Linked DNA regions of Bos taurus: region 1 is linked to region 2. Evidence: chromatin contacts called from public Hi-C data. All regions are on one chromosome and are shown on one strand. The core of a region is the stretch at or near the end of the contact, and the rest is flanking DNA. Distances in the headings are between cores, read along the strand shown.

Region 1 (6,891 bases), core at 4,140-6,639, 340 kb after region 2:
TATAATACTTGAGTTATGGCAGACCTATCAAAGATATTTTCTATACATGTTAATTTCCAACTATTTATCTTCACAATAAGCAAGAGTTAATAGGTTTAGCTTATTTTAAACACATCTCTCACTTCTGAAAACTATCATATGGAATCATGGTAAACCAGAGGGAGATATTGTGCATTACAAAAACCCAATAAGCTGACTTTAACAAAGAAGTACATTCAATATGTAATTCACACTATAAATATTAATTTACCCATAACTTACCCAAGAACATTTAGGTGTAAATCAAGATATATCTAATACTATGGCTGATGTAAATCATGAGGTCTATGATTTACTCCAAATATTCCAGCCCCACCCCCAAATAAATAAAATACAACAAAAGGTTAATAATTTCTTACATCTACCTGATGGGTTTATTAGTGTTAACTGCATTATTCTTACAAACTCCCTGCTTGTCTGAAAATGTTCATGATACATATAAATACAAGAAGCTTTAGTAACTAACCCCTTTGTTGTTTCATTAAATATCAAGTTAAAGGATTTCTCTAAATATTCTAGTACACAGATATATGAAACAGATGAACCATATTCATTACAGTCAAAATTCTGGTGCACAGAACCAAAAAAAAAAAAATCACATAAGTTGCATCCTTCCAGAACTTTATGTTACAGTTTTTTTACAATGTTATGTAAAAATGTTTCCATCTAATACTTGACTAGAAAAAATTTTCTACTGGAGTAAATTAGAAAATGGTCATGTAACTTACGATCAACCAGTTAATACTCATTTAAAAAGAAGTAACTAAAGCCTACCCCAAGGGATAATTCACACAGTAACAACACCAAAACCCAACTAATTATGTAGACAGTATAACATAACACTTAAGACTCGCTAGTGGCTGATTCATGTTGATGTATGGCAAAACCATCACAATATTGTACAGTATCCTCCAGTTAAAATAATTAATTTTAAAAAGTTTGATAATCTAAGTATGTATTGGCTTTTAAATACCAAATTTAAGTTCTTAGCTTTAAAAGCAGAAGTCTTTCCCCCTAGTTATCAGTAGTACTGATAACTGATTGGGGATCAGTAATTATCAGTAGTACCAATAACTGATAAGGAGAGTTCAAAGTATATGATCAAATAAACTTCAGCTAAGAAACAGAATCCAATTTAAAAAATGTATCAATTATGAATTAAAAATTATCATAATCACTGTAGTTTCCAAGACACTTTCAAAAGGTCTGCAAGGTCAAAACTAGTTTCCTAATACTCTTTTATTGTGCTGACGTTTTCACTAGTTGTGCAAAAGCAATGCTAGATGAGACCACTGGCACCTTGGCCCATATCAGAGCAGAGGCATCCGACCGTAGTAGTAGTCACTGACTTCTTCACTGCCATGCACTTGCAGTGAAAGAAGGTCGGTTTCACTGACAAATATCCTTGATAAAGCTAGACATAAATTAGAAAGATTTGCAAAAAATGTAAAACAGTAGTTCTCAGCCAGAGACAATTTTGTCCCACAAGGGATATTTGTCAAGATGGCAACCCACTCCAGCACTCTTGCCTGGAAAATCCCATGGATGGAGGAGCCTAGTAGGCTACAGTCCATGAGGTCGCAAAGAGTCAGACACGACTGAGCGACTTCACTTCACTTCAGGGCTAATTCTAGTTGTCACATCCAGGAAAACTGCTATTGGCATCTAGCGCATTGAGGTCAAGGATGCTGCTAAATACCCTGCAATGCACAGGATAGCTCCCTTCAACAAAGAATTATGCAGCCCAAAATGACAATAGGGGCAAGGCTGTGGGACCTTGGAGGAAAAGAATACCACTCTTCTCATTCTCACTCAACTCTTCTTTGGTGGGGAGGGGAGTCAGTTATTGTTCATAAAAATATGTGATTCATATTAGCCTATAATAGGTTTATTATTATAATTTGAAATGAATTAAGGGTAAACATTTTAAATAAATTATTATGTATAAAATAAGCTACAAGGCTATATTATGCAACACAGAGAATGTAACTGATATTTTATAATAACTATAAGTGGAGTATGGGCTTCACTGGCAGATCAGCTGGTAAAGAATCCACCTGCAATGCAGGAGACCCCAGTTCAATTCCTGAGTCAGGAAGATTCCTCAAGTGGGACAGGCTACCTACTCCAGTATTCCTGGGCTTCTCTGGTGGCTCAAATGGTAAACAATTCACCTGCAATGTGGAAGTTCGATCCCTGGGTTGGGAAGATCCCCTGGAGCGGGGCATGGCAACCCACTCCAGTATTCTTGCCTGGAGAATCTCCATGGACAGAGAAGTCTGGCAGGCTACAATCCATGGGGTCACAAAGAGTGTGACTGAGTGACTAAGCACAGCACAGCACATAAAAGGAGTATAATCCTTAAAAATTGTGAATCACTAAACTATCACACAATTGCACTCATCTCACATGCTAGTAAAGTAATGCTCAAAATTCTCCAAGCCAGGCTTCAGCAATGCGTGAACTGTGAACTTCCAGATGTTTAAGCTGGTTTTAGAAAAGGCAGAAGAACCAGAGATCAAATTGCCAAGATCCGCTGGATCATGGAAAAGGCAAGAGAGTTCCAGAAAAACATCTATTTCTGCTTTATTGACTATGACAAAGCCTTTGACTGTGTGGATCACAACAAACTGTGGAAAATTCTGAAAGAGATGGGAATACCAGACCACCTGATCTGCCTCTTGAGAAACTTATATGCACGTCAGGAAGCAACAGTTAGAACTGGACATGGAAAAACAGACTGGTTCCAAATAGGAAAAGGAGTACGTCAAAGCTGTATACTGACATCCTGCTTATTTAACTTCTATGCAGAGTACATCATGAGAAATGCTGGGCTCGAAGAAGCACAAGCTGGAATCAAGATTGCCGGGAGAAATCTCAATCACCTCAGATATGCAGATGACACCACCCTTATGGCAGAAAGTGAAGAGGAACTAAAAAGCCTCTTGATGAAAGTGAAAGAGGAGAGTGGAAAAGTTGGCTTAAAGCTCAACATTCAGAAAACTAAGATCAGGGCATCCGGTCCCATCACTTCATGGCAAATAGATGGGGACACAGTGGAAACAGTGGCTGACTTTATTTTTCTGGGCTCCAAAATCACTGCAGATGGTGATTGCAGCCATGAAATTAAAAGATGCTTACTCCTTGGAAGGAAAGTTATGACCAACCTAGATATAGCGTATTAAAAAGCAGAGACATTATTTTGCCAACAAAGATCCGTCTAGTCAAGGCTATGGTTTTTCCAGTGGTCATGAATGGATGTGAGAGTTGGACTGTGAAGAAAGCTGAGCACCGAAGAATTGATGGTTTTTAACTGTGTTGTTGGAGAAGACTCTTGAGAGTCCCTTGGACTGCAAGGAGATCCAACCAGTCCATCCTAAAGGAGATCAGTCCTGGGTATTCATTGGAAGGACTGATGCTGAGGCTGAAACTCCAATACTTTGGTCACCTCATGCGAAGAGCTGACTCATTGGAAAAGACCCTGATGCTGGGAGAGATTGGGGGCAGCAGGAGAAGGGGACAACAGAAGATATGATGGCTGGATGGCATCACCAACTTGATGCACATGAGTCTGGGTAAACTCCGGGAGTTGGTGATGGACAGGGAGGCCTGGCGTGCTGCGATTCATGGGGTCGCAAAGAGTCAGACATGACTGAGTGACTGAACTGAGCTGATACTTACACCTGTAACATACATATGTATATCAAGTGTAGAAAGTGTCAGTCACTCAGTCGTGTCTGATTCTTTTCGACCCCATGGACTGTAGCCAACCAGGCTCCTCTGTCAATGGGATTCTCCAGGCAAAAATACTGGAGGGAGTTGCCATTTCTTCTCCAGGGATCTTCCCAAGCCAGGGACTGAACACGGCTCTCCCATACTGCGGGCAGACTATTTACCCACTAAGCCACCAGGGAAGTCCACATGCATATAGCTGATAAGTACATCAACTATACATCAATTCAAAAAACAAAGTAAACATTTTTTTAAAGTTTCAGTTTTAATATGCAGTACAGTATGTATCAACAGGTTAATTAATCCACATAAAAATTCTTTGGGGTCTTCAGTAATTTTTGACAGTATTAAAGGAGTCCTGAGACCAAAAGTTTGAAAATCACTGAATTAAAAGAATGGTATAACTAACCAAATATTTTAGAGAATGTAAAGAGAATTAAAAAGTACTCCAAAGGAAAATGCACTCATTTGAAGTGTATTATGGATGACCAAAACAAAACAAACATAAACCTCTATAAAACCAAATAGTCAAAAAGAAAAATCATGATACACCAGCAAAGGACAGACCTGCCTAAAAACCAAAACAATCCATACACACAGAGCCCACCATCAGTAACAACAAAAAACATTAAAAGTACAACTCCGTACCCGGGGTATGAGGACTTGCTGGACTGAAAGATGGCTGATACAAATCTTTGGTTGGCGTTGGAAAAGCCTCTTTCCCTTGGCGCTGACTCATCCTTCCTGGTGTCAGGTGTTGAGTATCGTCACTGTTTGCTACCACAGCTCAAGGAAAGAAGGGAAAAAGAAATTAGTACTTAAGTCACAGATTTACATAACAGCATAGTTAATAACATGGACTAGAACTGTGATTCGGAGAAGGCAATGGCACCCCACTCCAGTACTTTTGCCTAGAAAATCCCATGGACGGAGGAGCCTGGTAGGCTGCAGTCCATGGGGTCGCTAGAGTCGGACACGACTAAGCAACTTCACTTTCACTTTTCACTTTCCTGCATTGGAGAAGGAAATGGCAACCCACTCCAATGTTCTTGCCTGGAGAATCCCAGGGACGGGGAAGCCTAGTGGGCTGCCGTCTATGGGGTCACACAGAGTCAGACACGACTGAAGTGACTTAGCAGTAGCAGCAGAACTGTGATTGACATGGCCTCAATGGTTATATTCATTTCATCAACTCAATACTCTAATAATACTTTAATAAATTAAATTACTTTAATAAATAATTAATAAATGTTTTATTTTTAGTTTGCTATCAATTCAAGAGGAGTTTATAGTCATGAGTCAAATTACACACCTCATAAAAATGAAAACACATATTCTGATAATGAAAGGTCCTCCAAGGTTTACTATCAACCTTTCATTGTGTTATTGACTCTATATATTTGCCAACAAAGCAATAAGCAAAAGACAATGCAGAAGACATACAAATGGTCAACATACATATGAAAAGACAGTCGACCTCACTGGTAATGAGGAAACATTCCAGTTTACAGCAGCATAAAATGGCGTGGTGGTGGTGGGTTAGTCACTAAGTTGTGTCGAGCTCTCTGTGACTGGCCTGGACTGCGTGAACTCTGACCACGTGGACTGTGGCCCGCCAGGCTCCTCCGTCGATGGGATTTCCCAGGCAGGAATACTGGAGCGGGTGCCATTCCCTACGCCAGGGGATCTCCTGACCCAGGGACCGAACCCAGGTCTCCTGTGCTGCAGGCAGTCTCCTGCATTGCAGGTGAATTCTTCACCAGCTGAGCCACAAAATAGTATTTCATATGTGCTAGAATTTCTAATTTCCAACTTTCATGGAAAGTAGGTGTGATTCTTATTTTAAAGTTGGGGAAACTTAGAGGTTCAGAGATTGCCTTGCCTAAAACTAATACTGGTAATATTCTAACAAAGGACCATTTGGTTCAAAGTCTGGTTTCTTAAGAGCCTGCTGCCTCAATGATAAATCTAAATAGTGTTTAGGGCTTCTAGTCACCCGTCTGACCAAGCTACTGATAGAGGAAAGCAATGCCCAGTTCCAGAGAGGACAGAAAAGAAAAAAATACTGATTGAAGGAGCAGGACAAATTGTGAGCAAGTCCACAGTGCCCCAGGATCTCCATTCTTCGATTTTTATGTAACTGTGCTTTCAGTCTACAGAAACCTTAAGCTTTATCTTGAGAGAGAATGATTCTGTCTTCAATCTAGATGTAATTTCAAACTTAAGCAGAACTTAGGCTGATATTTTTAATCACCATATCTTTCAAGGAAAATTGCTTCTTTAACATTTTAAACAGAAATTACCTTTAACATAATCATTAATGTACTTTTGATGGTGCTAAAGTTTTCAAAATTATATTTTAGCTCCTTAAATTTTAAAGTAAAAATTCAAAAATACTCTTCACTTATCATCCAAGTAAAGTTACAAAGAATTTATTTTCCCATCAAATCAATAAAAAAGCATCCTACACTGATGACTACTAAATTTATCTCCTCCTAAACTCAAAAACTCACACATCAGTTGCCTGCCTGTATTACTTAACAGACATCTCAAATTTATCCACAACAGTCTTTATTTTGTTTATCCTCCAGATTTGCCTCTCTCCCATCTGTTTGGAGAAGGCAATGGCACCCCACTCCAGTACTCCTGCCTGGAAAATCCCATGGACAGAGGAGCCTGGTGGGCTGCAGTTAGTGGGGTCGCTGAGGGTCGGACACGACTGAGCAACTTCGCTTTCACTTTTCACTTTCATGCATTGGAGAAGGAAATGGCAACCCACTTCAGTGTTCTTGCCTGGAGAATCCCAGGGACGGGAGAGCCTGGTGGGCTGCCGTCTATGGGGTCGCACAGAGTCGGACACGACTGAAGTGACTTAGCAGTAGCAGCAGTAGCATCTGTTAATGGAATCACTATTCTCCTCTTCCAGTTTCTCAGGCCAAAAACTTTAGATGTATTCTTTGATTTTTCTCTTTCTCTCACATTTCATACTCCGTCAATCTGTGATATCTTTATCTTCAAAATTTATCTGGGATCCTCCTACTTCTCTGCACTTCCACAACTACTACCCTGTTCCAAGACACCATTACCTTTCCACGGATCACAGCAGCATATTTCTACCTA
Region 2 (6,997 bases), core at 4,494-6,993:
CAGCTTCAAAACAGGAGTTTTTATGTAGCTGCTTCTAATGGTCCAGAGTCCACTTGCCTCCCACATCAGAGAATAATGCCCTTTCCAAAAAACCCTGTTGGACGCTATACTCTATTTGGCAGATATCCTGCCAACAAAGTCACATCACTTTGTCATCCAATCTTAAGTAAATCCAGATTAGCCGTTCAGCACTGCAGATCAAAATTCACCCTTTAAATTGTCAAGAATTTAGAAAAATAAAACCCAACCAATGCAATTCTACAATGAATACATCTTAAGTGGCTTTAGGTAAATAGTGTATTTCTCTTTAAAAAATCATCAATGGATTCAATATTGAGCTCTGTAATTTCCAAATTTGAATTTTATTCTACTGAGGCATTTTGTTGGTAAAGCAAAACTAATTAATTTGACATTTGTTTAAAAAAAGGAAAAGAGGCTCTCAGGCCCATCCTCAACCTATGAAGCTCTATTTTCTACAAGATTGCTACAGTTTCATTCAGGTCTTAGATCTCTCTTGTAAACCGGCCAATGAACATAGCGGTGTAAACACTTGGAGCTAAATTAAAAGCAATTCACTTTCCCAGGGGACAGAAAATAAGTGATGTGTTTGAACTCATACACTCATAGACTGTCAGCTTTAAATGAGAAATTTTTAATAGTGTTTGGCAAAAGAGAGTTAAAATAGGCCTCTCAACTTAAGCCAGACTTCCTGACAGTGTTTAGGTGTTAAAAGGAACTCTTTTTTTAATACTTTTTTGGCCACATATCAGGGCGTGTGGGATGTTAGTTCCCTGACCAGGGATTGAACCTCCGCCGCTTGCATTGGAAGCGCAGTCTCAACCACTGAGCCACCACGGAAGTCCCAAGAGGAACTCTTCTCAGCAACAAGTTGGGCTTCATTTTGCTTTTGTTTTGGAGAAGGAAATGGCAACTCACTCCAATATCCTTGGCTGGAGAATTCCAAGGACAGAGGAGCCTGGTGGGCTACAGTCCATGGCGTCGCAGAGTCAGACACAACTCAGCAACTTGCTTTTTACTTTCGCTTCTATGAAAAAAACATATGAAACCAAATTATGAAGTTGGTTTGATTTCTAACACGATGAGAGAACCCTCCCTTCCTCCATGAGGGAAATGCTCGTTCTGAAAGGGCCCTTTATATCCATTTTCTCTCTGACCTCAGTACTCCGGGCACACGCAGATCTGTGTGGGTCTCCACTAAGAAAGTATGTCCAAGGAATTTCACCATGGTGCATGGCCTGTCCCGGCATTAGTTGTCCTCAGGGAATGGCACGACAGCAAGTAAAGGAAGTACTGTGTGAGGCCAGAGAAGCCATCTCCTGGGTGCTGGGAAGTTAGACATCTTTCCCTTCTTTCATTCATTCATCCCAACAAATATTATTGAGCTCACTCAGTAAGAGGCTTCGTGCCAACACAAGTTCAAAGACAAAAAGTTGTTTCCCAAAGGAACATCCCTTTTAATTTCCCAACTTCTTACATTTTACGTTTATCTAAGAGGTAGGTTTTCTATTGGACCTATCCTTTCCTTCCGTTTCTTGGGTCGAAAGAAGTATCTTTATCTGCCTCCATGAAGGTGATTTGCCAGGCCTCAGAAAACCTTTCAGGTGTGTGTGCTCAGTCGTGTCCAACTCTTTGCGACCCCACGGACTGTAGCCCACCTGGCTCCTCTGTCCGTGGATTCTCCAGGCAAAAGTGCTGGAGTGGATTGCCATGCCCTCCTCCAGGGGATCTTCCAGACCCAGTGATTCTTGCGTCTCCTGCATTGGCAGGCGGACTCTTTACCACTGCGCCACCTGGGAAGATCCTAGGGTGTCCAGAATACCCTGGGTGGTCTGTATTGTTTTCTTACAGGTAACACAAAGCCACCGACACATTCAATAATTTGCACCTGCTATTTTGTGTTGTTGTGTGTTGTTAAGTACACTTGTTTTTTTGTTTGTTGTTCTGGAATAATTAACCCGTAATAAGTGTTAGTTACATAATAAAAACCACCCTATTACTCTCCCTTCTAACTTCAGTTTTCACAGTTACTAAGAAGGGTTCAGACTAGAGAGTCACTAGGAGAGTCAACTCAATCATAGCAGAACAAGGACTAAGGGCTATGGAAAGATAAAACCAGGAACCATGATTCTGATGGCCGCATTATGAGCCAGAGCCATTGTGAGAAAGAAAAAATTCTAGCAGCTAGGAGGAAGCCTGGGCATATTTTTGTAAGCTAACAACATCCAAGTGCTTTTAAAAGCCTACTTGAATCTTAATTTTATAAGTATTTGCTACAGATTTAAATTTTTTTATAGCACAAGAATTTGAAAAAAAATCCTTTCATCTGAGAAAAAAGCTGTGGTTTAATGGGGTCATATGATCTGCATTTATTAAAATGAGAGTACAATGGGGTATTATTAAAAAACATATCAGTAGTTTCAAAGAAATCAAACCAAACTTGACTTAAGAACTCTTTGAGATCTGCTCTCTGAACTGCCTATCATATATATATATTTTTTGTTTTTCTTTCCCCCCGCAACTGCAACTTCGCCTTTAAGTGGGAGCCCACGTAAGTTCTGCTTGCCCCTTGATTGAATTTTATTTTTCACCACTTCTTTGGATCTCAAATTTTCATCATTTAAATACTGCACTGAGAAGCAATTTGACCTTCAAACTCCTTTTTAGATGGAGGGAGAATAAAGGTGCGTCTAGCATCAAAGTCTATTTTCATTTCCGACTACAGAACTTAGCAGCGGCCTAAGGTTGACCATTCCAATTTAGAAGCTGGAAAAATAGTGATCAAGACTTTGTGAAATGAAAATGGAAAACAGAGCTGTTGGGAAACCCATGCAAGACAGGAAGTGACTTTCAGCCCCAAGAGGACTTGGTAGCATCTATGGCTCTTTTTTAAACTGAAGTAGCATCTGCACGTGTAGATTTGGACCATCCTTTTCATTTCACACAGAAGAGGGTTTGTTCTACCTTTAAAAGCACATCCTCTTCCCCCAACCATACCAACCCCCCGGACTCCTGAAAGTTGCTGCTAGAACAAGACTGGGTTGTTTTCTTACTGCAAATCCAGTGTTTATCCAGTCCTTCCTTTTTCAATTTCTGAGTTTAGTTAACCTAACAACGAAACATATAACCCTTGGATTTCTCACAGAGCAACAAAGAGCAAAACAGTCGGGTCCCTGGTCAACATTCTCAGAACAAAAACAAAAAGCTATGACTCCCAGTCCTTTGAAGCATTCACAAATTGTATTTTAAACTATGAGATTCTAGAATATGCTTCTAGAACAAAGTAAAAAAAAGGACAGGAAATGCAGTTCACATCAAGTGTGCCAAGCTCATGAAGAAGGATAATTTCTACTGTGGATAAGAGCACAAATGTTCTCTCAAACAACTGGAATAATTCTTTTCCCTCACTACGTTTTTTGAAATGAAACATCTAATGCACTCATACTCTGAAATCATAGAAAACTCATTATTAAACCCTCCACACAAAGATAATCTAAGCAAGGCTTTTCCTACAGCAGACCAAGTCCTCCTGTATATTCAGGATACGGTCATCTTGCCATCAACTGGGTTATGTATTAAATATTTTGAATTAGATATCATTACTACTGATTTCCTTGTAGAAAAGCAATTAGATTTTTATAATTACACCATTCTGAACATTTAACTTCTTTAAAAGTTCTACACAAAATACATGTCTAAGGAGAAAAAAACTAATTAAAAAACAAAAAAAACAGAACGAAAACCCCACATAATATCACAGAGTTTAATTTCAACCACCTAGAATAACAATGAAGTGTCAGACCTTCTGAAAATGCCCTAGGAATAATGAATAAATTCTTGTGTGCCTCTGTACCCCCTTTTTTCTTTCTTCTTTTCCAAGACTACAACTTACTAAGGATAGCTTTTCGAAAATAAAGTATCTTTTCTGGAAAATGACCTACATTCAGAAATGTCTCAGAACAAGCATTAGAAAAAAAAACACTAATAAATAATAAGTCAAAATACATTAAAATAAAATTACAGTACATCATCCCTCCTAGAAGGTCCACCATACTGGAAGATCCTCTCAAAGGTTCATAAATAAAGCCTTCTGGACTCAAAATCTTTCCTGCATTGTGAAGAAGAGTATGCAGAAAATAAGTGGAATCACGAGTTATCAGTCGGGTTCTGTTCAAACTACTTGATTTGGTGTGGGGCGGGGAGACTTGTTCTCGATCCAAGTGAAGACAATAGAAAGGTGCTCGTCCCGCTTCCTCAAGTCCCCAAAACCTGGAAAGAAATGACACGGACGGAAGTGAGAAGCTCGGACTCCTACCAGACCCAGTTCTCTTGGCGCCTGGCCCGCGGACAAAGGAGCTCAGACAAACACGGGGGTCGCTCCCTCGAGTGCCCAGGGATAGTCCAGCGGCGCCAAGGGCGCCCGGAGGCGGCCGGCGGCGCGGCCGGGGCCGGGGGCGCGCGTCCTGGACACGGGCGGGTCGGCGGGGCGGGCGGCTGCGGGCACCTTCCCGCCCAGCGCGCATCCCTCAGCCTGCCCTCCCCGCCTGGCCTCTGCTGCCTGCAGTCTGTGCCCTTCTCTCCACCTCCCAGAAACCTAGGTTCATTGCTCCCTTGCCCACCCAAGAGCCGAACCCGTGAGCAGGCTTCCGGCTCTGACACCCCCAGACCCGCTCCCCGGACCCGCGCCGACCTTACCGCGTTCGGGCCGGGTGCTGCCCTCTTCAGGCCGAGTTGGAGGTGCTGCGGAGGAGCCGGTGGCCGTGCGCCTGCGAGAGCGGCGGTGGGTGCGGGTGCGGTAGTGGGTGCGCGTGCGGATGCGGGTGCGGGTGCGGGTGCGAATGCGGGTACGGATGAAGCGACTGCGGCTGCGGCTTCGGCTGAGGCTGGGGTTTGGGCTGGGGCTGGGGTTTGGGTTGGGGCTGCGGCTGGGCTTGGGACTGAGGCTGCGGCTGGGCTTGGCTTTGGGGCTGAAGCGGCTGCGGCTGCGGAGGCTGTTGCTGGACCAAGTGCTGTTGCTTCTGCCGCGTGGACTTGACCGCCAGAATGGCCTGGCGATTCTTGTACTGCACCATCTGCAACGTGATCTCGGCGTTCCAGCCCTGGTCCTGCGGGCACCGAAAGTCGATCTCCTTGCCCTCAGCCATCACCACCGTGAAGTACATGTACTTGCCCTTGCGCTCCACGCAGTCCACGGTCTTCATGTTGGAAAAGTGCAATTCCTTGAGCTTGACTGGCAGCTCGAGGCTGGCCACGGCGGGGCCTCCGGGTTGGGACGGCTCGACCGACCCCTGCCCGGGCTGCTGTTGCTGCTGCTGCTGCTGCTGCTGGTGATGTTGCAGCTGTTTGGGCGGGATGAGCAGCAGCCCCTCCTCGGTGAGGATGCAGCACTTTTTCTTCCAGAGCTGAAGCAGCCCGTCGCTGCGCTTCTCCAACACCCCCTCCTTCAGCGCCTTGCAGCCGCTGCTCTCCAACATCCTCCTGGCATAGGGGGCGCAGCCGCTCGGCTCGGCCTCTCCGCTTCCAGCCGCCCGGGTCGGGGGCAGCAGCAGCAGCCGCGCGCCGTCCTCGCCCCAACGGCTCCCGCGGCCTCCGGGCCGGAGCGCGCAGAGGAGGCTAACGCGCAGAAAGCAGAGCGGCTGTGGCGGCGGCGGCGGCTCGGGGTCCGGGCAGCAGGGCAGCCGCGTCCTGATGCGCCACAAGGTCCCGGAGCTGCGAGCCGCCGGGCCTCTGCCGTCCTCTTGCGAGCGCTCACTGAAGGGCACTGGCCGGGCCCCCTCGCGGCGCTTTTGAATGGGCCATACCCCCCACCCCCGAGTGACACCCAGCGGAAAAGGCGGCTCCTGGCGCCCGCGCCGCGGGGGAAAGCCCAGCTCTGAGAGGCGCTCTGCCGCCGGCGCGCGCCTCATTCACTTGGGGCCTTTCCAAAGCCGGCCGCGTCCACGCCCCCCGCGCCCCTCGCTCCGCCTCCCGCCGCCCACTCGCTTCCGAGCTTCTTCCCCAGGCTGGCGGCCGGGAGTCGAGCCCCGGAAACTCGTGTCCTGCGCCCGGGGCCGCGGCCGAGGGCGCCCCGACTGCCGGGCGAAGAATGCCGACGCACAGAGGGCGCCGAGAGGCCATCCCCATCCGTCGCGCCTCTCCGCCCGGCGGGGCTTTCCGCGAACAGCCTCGGGTGGGTATGGGACTGGCCAAGTGGGCGCAGTTGCCAGACTGCCGGGCACGCCAGGCGGACCCTCTGCGCTCCGGAACTAGCCCTGGGGATTCGCGCTGGGCTCCGAAATCTCGCAGAGCCCGGTCCAGGCCCGGGCCAGCGAGGAACTGGGGCTGAGGTTCGCTCGCCGCGGAGTCCCGCGAACTATGCCTCCCCCGGACCCCACGTAGGCATCTTAGTGCGAAAAGGGCGAGAGGATACGGTGTCTTTACGCTCACATTCGCTTACGGCCACTACCCAGCTCTTCTTAGAGGGCGCGATTGTTAGAGCAACCGTCTGTCCCTTTGGGAGTGGATAGAAGGGGACCCACTGGAAATGACATTTCGCCTTCCTTTTTTCGAGCCTGGAGCGCAGGCACTCCATATCTTACGTGACGCAAGTCCTTCCGTACAGCCCGCAGTATCTCACAAGAGTAACTGCAAATTGGGGTAACATCCGGTTCTGAGATTCCGCACTTTAACCTCCAAAGGGCAGGTTGGCCTCCGCGGACCCGTCTCTTTGCAAACGCCCAACAGGTCATCTCTCCTAATCTCATTTATGTGTAACCCCGGGGAAGGTCATTCTGTGCTCGCCCCTAGCTCCCTCCTACTCCATTTAAGCAATTTCTATAGAAATTCTGGGAAACAAAGATTAAAGAGCATAAACCGAAACCAAAAAATGTATTAGAGAATCCCAACCATGTACCCACCCTGAAAAATATGAATTACACAAAGGAAATGAGGAATGGACAAGTCAGAGTTGGCCAGGGTAACAGGAAAGGCTGCTACTTGT

The links. A called contact is a pair of places that touch in the nucleus more often than the background predicts.
Region 1: a Hi-C map of liver shows a contact between it and region 2, with 2.4 times the contacts expected there. The contact joins the enhancer-like site here to the promoter of PHLDA1 in region 2. A contact is called at or near these places in 2 of 11 Hi-C or Micro-C datasets (liver and skeletal muscle).

What each region holds. Positions count from the first base shown.
Region 1 is chr5:5,905,987-5,912,877 of ARS-UCD2.0, forward strand. OSBPL8 (oxysterol binding protein like 8) reads right to left here. Exons shown (of 25, transcript XM_059886816.1): 5 at 4,420-4,557. Among named protein-coding and RNA genes, the nearest start is that of BBS10, 74 kb to the left of the region's middle. Within about 2 kb of position 5,390, at least 1 of the 102 cell types and tissues checked has an H3K27ac peak or open chromatin away from gene starts, as enhancers often do. A contact at or near this core is called in liver, where this site is marked.
Region 2 is chr5:5,570,131-5,577,127 of ARS-UCD2.0, forward strand. It overlaps PHLDA1 (pleckstrin homology like domain family A member 1), which reads right to left and starts at 5,744. Exons shown (of 2, transcript NM_001105631.1): 1 at 4,714-5,744; 2 at 3,768-4,287. The coding sequence starts at 5,492. The coding sequence ends at 4,740.